2 separate regions of the Sus scrofa genome follow, and region 1 is linked to region 2. Evidence: chromatin contacts called from public Hi-C data. All regions are on one chromosome and are shown on one strand. The core of a region is the stretch at or near the end of the contact, and the rest is flanking DNA. Distances in the headings are between cores, read along the strand shown.

Evidence for each region. A called contact is a pair of places that touch in the nucleus more often than the background predicts.
Region 1: a Hi-C map of embryonic fibroblasts shows a contact between it and region 2, with 3 times the contacts expected there. The contact joins the promoter of ATP1A2 here to the promoter of LOC100157711 in region 2. A contact is called at or near these places in 10 of 47 Hi-C or Micro-C datasets (alveolar macrophages, embryonic fibroblasts, fetal skeletal muscle and 4 more) and 1 of 2 datasets of contacts at active chromatin or transcription factors (skeletal muscle).

Annotation. Positions count from the first base shown.
Region 1 is chr4:90,369,185-90,372,563 of Sscrofa11.1, forward strand. ATP1A2 (ATPase Na+/K+ transporting subunit alpha 2) reads right to left here and starts at 1,721. Exons shown (of 23, transcript NM_001171541.1): 1 at 1,700-1,721. The coding sequence starts at 1,711.
Region 2 is chr4:90,317,976-90,321,670 of Sscrofa11.1, forward strand. It overlaps LOC100157711 (sodium/potassium-transporting ATPase subunit alpha-4), which reads right to left and starts at 1,615. Exons shown (of 16, transcript XM_021089576.1): 1 at 1,376-1,615. The coding sequence starts at 1,600.

The sequences.
Region 1 (3,379 bases), core at 471-2,970, 51 kb after region 2:
TGTGGATGGGGGTGCCTTCCCTCTTTGGGAGTCTCCTGGGGGGTTGAACTCCAAGCGCCAACCCTAAGGGCACCCATACCCCGCAGCCTCTCAGTCTGAACAGAGGCAGTCCTGCTCCCTGACTTGCTACTGGGGGTGGACAGGTGGGAATGGGATTCAGGGAGGCTGGGGGAGAAGCATAGACCCCTGAAGAAGTCAAGGTCAAACTGCTTCTCCAGGACCCCTTGAGCTGAGTGCACCCTGTTCTAAGGTGGGGGAGAAGAGGGGTCAGAGGTCCATGCTTCAGTTGGGGGCTTCCTTTCCCCCGGGGGGAACAAGAGATGTCAAGGTGCCGCCGAAGATCCCAAGACAGTACATCTTCCCACTGTCGTGAGCTCTTCCTCTGTGAGGCCCACACCTCAGAGACAACTCTTCATAGACCCTCATGAGCCCCCCCCCACAGCGATGTCTCTGCTCACTCCTGCTCCAGGACCTGCGTGTTTGCAAATTTTTCTGCTGAGACACAAACACAGGTGCTCATCCGTGGATATCTGTATCAGTTCCAGCCTATGGAGAACACGTCACACACACACACACACACACACACACACACACACACACACCGGTTCTATTTATAGCTCCCACCCTAGCTCAGGAACCCTGGTGTCCAGGCTCAGAGTTTTCCCAGCTGCTAAACTCAGTGCGACACCATGTCCTTGCATGACCCCCTCCTGGGCCCAGAAACTCCGCCACAGCTCCCCACGGGCACCCTCTTTCCTCAGCACCCTCCCGGGGCTCCCTTCTGCCAGCATTCCACAAAAGGAAAGCCACCAGGCTTGGGATGTAAAGAGATTGGGTCCCTTTTCTCCATATGGAAATTTCATTTCCAAGAATTCCAAGCCTCAGCCCTGGCCACCCCCACCCTCTCCATCCCCGGTGGCTGTTAATCTTCCCCTTGGCATATCCCGAGCTGCAGAATGCCACAGGCTGGGGTGGACCGAGGGGGGTGCCTGCAGCTCTCACCAGCCTCTGGGAAAGTCCTCAAAGCGCATGGCCTGAAGCCCGAGCACAATGCTGCCGGGGACAGCGCCGGGTGGGTGGGTGGGGGTGTTGGACCAGGGGCTGGGGGCACATCGCTCTCTGCCTTTGCTCACTGCTCCCAGCTGTCCCTGGAACCCAGGGTCCCCCCTCTCTCCCAGAGCTGGTGTTTGGAAATGCTTGGTGACTCAGAAGCAGATGCCCCTTGGCCCTCTCTGCAACCACAAATTGGACCCCCATCCTCTCAGGCTGGGACTCCTGGAGGAATGGATACTTTCAGAGGGTGGCGAAGGCAGGGGGCATTCTCAGTACCAAATAACCTTCCGCTGGGAGGCCAGGAGATACGGTGAGAGAGGAGGGACCATGGGGGTTTGGTGGGGAGGAGATGAGGCAGGGGTGGAGGGAGGGCTGGAGGGGATGCTGGTGGGGGGTGGTGAGCTTCGGAGCTGGTCCTGGGGTCGGTGGTAAAGAACTCAGCACTCAGGGAGCGAGCAAGCAAGTGCCACTGTCCGTCTGTGCACATAGTCCTGGCTGGGAGACTCAATACTTCCAAGTTCAAAGCAGCCCACCGCTCCTCCCTCTGGGTCCCATCCCCACTTTGTCCTTCCTTCCAGCCTCCCTCATCATCCAGAGAGCCGCACAGCTCCCTCCAGAGCCAGCCCTGCTCTTTAGGGATACTCACCCCACGGCCCATCTTGGGGCAGAGTGGCTGCGGGACCTTGACTGGAGAGGTCACCAGGAGGATCCCGAGCTCACACCACCGGTCTGGGGCGCCAGAGACCCCGGCAGACAGACAGAGACAGTGAGCAACAGGGTAGCTTTAAATAGGTCCCTCTCCCCCTCTCCCCCGCCTTCCCTCCTCGGGAAAGAAACGTTTGTTGAAACAGGATCTCTGAGGACTCCTCCCCTCCCGCCCCTTAAGCAACTGGCCTGAGGAAGGTCCGTTTGTCCCACCGAGTGCTCCCCCTCCGCTCCCCTCACCCTCCAAGTCCTGGCCCATGGCAGCCACTACTGAGAGAGGGGAGATACGGTATGGGGTGGGGGATATGCCCCTTAGGGAGGGCAGAGGGGGAGCCCTGGGCAACAGCATCAGCATCCCAGAGAACAGAGGCCATGTGATCTGACCCTGCCTCTTGCTTTCCCGATGGGGAAGCTGAGGCCCGGAGAGACTGCACATGAACAAGATTTGAGCTGATAAAACAGAACTAGAACCTGGTCTCCTGCATCTACATCTAACTTCCCGGAGAAAGAAGCAAGAGACCGTTCTCTCCACTGTAAAGACTGTGGGAACCCTGAAGCCAGGAAGAGGTGGTGCTAGAACCCAGGGCGGCCCTTGTGTATGAGGCTTCTCGAGGTTGGCAGCCTGATGAGAGCCAAAGGCAGCTCCAGAAGCAGCATGGGAGTTCCCGTTGTGGCTCAGTGGATTAAGGACCCAACATGGTCTCTGTGAGGATGCGGGTTGGATCCCTGGCCTCACTCAGTGGGTTAAGGATCCGGCATTGCTGTGAATTGTGGTGTAGGTCACAGATGCCGCTCAGATCCGTGTTGCTGTGGCTGTGGTGTAGACCAGCAGCTGCAGCTCTGATTCAACTCCTGGCCTGGGAACTTCCATATGTTGTGGGTGTGGTCCTAAAAAGAAAAAAAAAAAAAAGAAGCAGCATGAAGTCTGCTAGATGGAGGGGAGAGAGTCTTCCCAAGCCCTCCAGATGTAGCCTTTGCAAAGTTTCAGAGTCAAGGCTCCCAAGACCTGGGAGATGGCTGGCAGAAGGGCAGGTGGGGCACAGAAGGGACTGCCCAAGTTTACCCTTGTAATTGGGGCGGGGGGAACACACACATTACCCTCTTAGACACTGTTGAGGAACTCTAGGCTGTCGATGGGTCGGTGGGGGAGAAGCCCAAAGACTGGCACTTACGGAGCTTCTAAGAGGCATATAGAGGTCAGTATCCTAACATGTACCAGAGCCAAGAACAACAAGAAGGGCAACTGCTTCCTTCAGGCAGGATGAAGGGTAGACAGACAAGAGCCCTCTCTGCACTGAAACATGGGAGTGGCATTCCCGTCGTGGCTCAGTGGTTAATAAATCCAACTAGGAACCATGAGGTTGCGGGTTCTATCCCTGGCCTCGCTCAGTGGGTTAAGGATCCGGTGTTGCTGTGAGCTGTGGTGTAGTTTGCAGATGCGGCTCAGATCCCACGTTGCTGTGGCTCTGGCGTAGGCCAGCGGCTATAGCTTTGCTTGGACTCCTAGCCTGGGAACCTCCATGTGCCTCAGGATCGGCCCAAGAAATGGCAAAAAAAAAAAAAGAAAAAAAAAAAAAAAAGAAACATGGGAGAAACTGACCCAGTGTTCGGGGAGAGGGGA
Region 2 (3,695 bases), core at 365-2,864:
GATGTCTTTGTATTGGTCCAACCACACCCGGAGTATTGCTCTCATTTCCATTTTAAGAGGATTTGGTAAAGGAGAGCAATCCCCCAAACAGGTGATCAGCAAGACAGGGGTCTGAAGATCAAGTCACAGGAAGCAGGGTTAAGGGAGAAGGCACCGTTTGACCTCCCACCTGGAGAGTTTGAGGGATGTAATGACTACTGTAAAAAATCCAAAGGGTGGTTATGGAAGAGACAGAAGTGACTCATCTTGTGTTTCTTCAGATGGGAAAACTGGGACCAAATGGGGAATCATATGTCTGCTCAACATAATGAACTCTAACTAGAGCAATCTAACAATGAAATGAGATGACACAAAAAGGGGCGGACTTCCCACTACTGGAAATCATCATTGCCTGCTGCAGATTTTGTACAAGGATATTCCCCATGTTGAGAAGTGGAGTTTGTTTTTTTCTTTTTCTTTTCTTTTTTTTTTTTTTCTTTTTATGGCCGCACCGTCAGCATATGGAAGGTCCCAGGTTAGGGGTCAAATTGGAGCTGCAGCTGCTGGCCTACACCACAGCCACAGCAACACCAGATCTGAGGCACATCTGCGACCTACACCACAGCTCATGGCAACACTGGATCCTTAACCCACTGAGTGAGGCCAGGAATCAAACCTGCATCATCTCGGATGCTAGTTGGGTTTGTTACCGCTGAGCCACAACAGGAACTCCTTGAAAGTATGAATTTAATGGGCTTTGAAGTCCTTTCCAGTAAGAGTCCATACTTTGTGTGTGTGTGTGTGTGTGTTTGCCTTTTCTAGGGCTGCACCCACGGGACATGGAGGTTCCCAGGCTAAGGGTCTAATCGGAGTTGTAGCTGCCGGCCTATACCACAGCCACAGCAACACCAGATCCAAGCCGAGTCTACAGCACAGCTCACGGCAATGCCGGATCCTTAACCCACTGAGCAAGGCCAAGGATCAAACCTGAAACCTCATGGTTCCTAGTCGGATTTGTTAACCACTGAGCCACGACGGGAACTCCGAGAGTCCATACTTCTAAATTCATCTTTCTCTATAAACAGATGAATAAACAGAGGCCTGGAGTGAAGAGAATTGTCCAGGTTCACCAACCAGTACACTCTGGACCGGAACTCGCTCCTGTGATTTATAATCTAACACTTTCTGCATTGTAACTCACTTCTTTTCTCATTAAGGAGGAAAGGGGTTGAGGCAGTCACAGTCCTTTGGGAGCTAAGGGGTTTGCCCCCCACCCCATGCATGGTGTTGGAGTATTCTGCACTTGAGAGGTTCAACCACAAGGGAGGTACTAGCGGTTTCATTTCCGTGAGGTAGTTGGTCTGCTCTGGGGCCACCCTCCACCCCGGCTACTCACCGTGACGGTGGCCAGCAGCCCCTCAGGCACATTTGCCACAATGATGCCAATAAGAAAAATGACAGCCTCCAGCCAGGTGTAGCCCAAGATGAGTGAGAGCCCAAAGAAAGTGACACCGAGGAAGACTGCCACGGCTGTGATCAGATGGATGAAGTGTTCGATCTCAGCAGCAATGGGGGTCTGGCCCACCTTCAGGCCTGATGTCAGTGAGGCGATGCGGCCCATCACGGTGGCATCCCCTGTAGCGATCACGAGGCCCCGGGCGGTTCCTGTGGGTGACGAAGGGGATAGTCTGAATTGGGAAGGCTGTGGGGTTTGGTTCCTATGAAGAGAAAACTGTCAATGGTCAAAAACAAGGTGGACGCAAATGAACCTCTCTACAAAACAGAATCAGACTCATAGACGTGGAGAACAGACATGTGGTTGCCCAGGGGCGGGGGGGGGGGCAGGGGGAGGGATGGACGGGGAGTTTGGGGTTAGTAGATGCAAACTATTACATTTAGAATGGATAAGCAATGAGGTCCTGCCTACAGCACAGGAAACCATATCCAATCTCTTGGGATAGACTATGAGAATATTAGAGGAGTTCCCGTGATGGCTCAGCAGAAATGAATCTGACTAGTATCAGTGAGGATGCAGGTTCGATCTCTGGCCTCGCTTTGTGGGTTAAGGATCTGGCGTGGCTGTGAGCTGTGGTGTAGGTTGCAGACATGGCTTGGATCTGTCTGGCATGGCTGTGGCTGTGGCTGTGGCCAGAGGCTACAGCTCCCATTCAGCCCTTAGCCTGGGCACTTCCATATGCTGTGGGTGTGGCCCTAAAAAGACCAAAAGAAAAAAAAAAAAAAAAAAGAAGATAATATTAGAAAAAGTATATATATATGACTGGGTATGACTGGGCGCTTTGCCGTACAACAGAAATTGGCTCAATATTGTAAATCAACTACACTTTAACTAAAGAGCAATGAAACAAGGTGGAAACTCAAGGTCCTCTGAGAGGTTTTTATGTTCTATTCTCTTTATATTTCACTTACACAGATGAGGGGCTCCCATTCTGAAAAATCTCTGGAGAGATTTCACAGTTCTCTGGAGAGACCCAGTTTTATTGCCTAACTGCCTTCACTGCCAAGAAAGTCCCCCTTACTCTTCATCTGAATATCTCTGTTGCCTTTAGGTTTCTTCTCTTGTCCTCAGTAGTGACACTTCTCGATCCCCAGGAAGAGTGGCTCCCCTTCTGCTAGAATCCTATATTCCCTCATCCTCTAACCCAGTGGTTCTCAATTTGCCCCCCAGGAGACAGTTGGCAACGTCTGGACGCATTTTTGGTTTTTGTCGCAACTGTGGTGGGAGGGGTTGCTACTGGCACCTAGTGGAGAGAGAGCAGGAATGCTGCCAAACAGCCTGCAACTCACAGGCAGGCCCCCTTTTCCTCCTCCCTCAAAGAATAGCGCTGCCCAAAAGTCAGCCTTGTGGAGCTTGAGAAACTGCTCTGCCTGGAGCTCCCTCCCTGCTTGGCTGGCTGGAGCCAGTCTGCCCCCTGCTGGGTGGTATAGGCCATGACTACTGGGCCTCTGTGCTTCCCACCAGCAAGGCCCCTGAGTCAGAAGGGGAACTTCACATACACAGGATGCAAGACCCTCATGTGCTGGAAATGAAGGGCCCCCTAAGGTCCTTTGCTTGAAATAATTCTTCCTGCTTTACCATAATGGCTGAAATTCCTACCGTTGAAGTTACAGTCAGAATCACCCAGAAAAGCAACATATTATAGAAATAGCACTTATTTTAGAATCAGAAAGATGCAGGGCTGGAAATTCAACTTTCCAAAGTACTAATTGCCCTGGGGCAACTTACTGAGACTCTCTGAGGTTTGGGTTTCTTCATCTTTAAAGTGGGATGAGGAGTTCCCGTCGTGGCGCAGTGGTTAACGAATCCAACTAGGAACCATGAGGTTGCGGGTTCGGTCCCTGCCCTTGCTCAGTGGGTTAACAATCCGGCGTTGCCGGGAGCTGTGGTAGGTTGCAGACGCGGCTCGGATCCAGCGTTGCTGTGGCTCTGGCGTAGGCCAGTGGCTACAGCTCCGATTCGACCCCTAGTCTGGGAACCTCCATATGCCGCGGGAGCGGCCCAAGAAATAACAATAAATAAATAAATAAATAAAGTGGGATGAAAGCACCTACACAGCTTCGAGGATTAATTTTTTTTTTTTTTTTTAGGTTGCACCCGTGGCATATGGAGGTTCCCAGGCTAGGGTCGAATCTGAACTACAGCTGCTGGCCTATGCCACTGCCACAGCAACGCAGGATCGAGCTGTGTCTGTGACCTA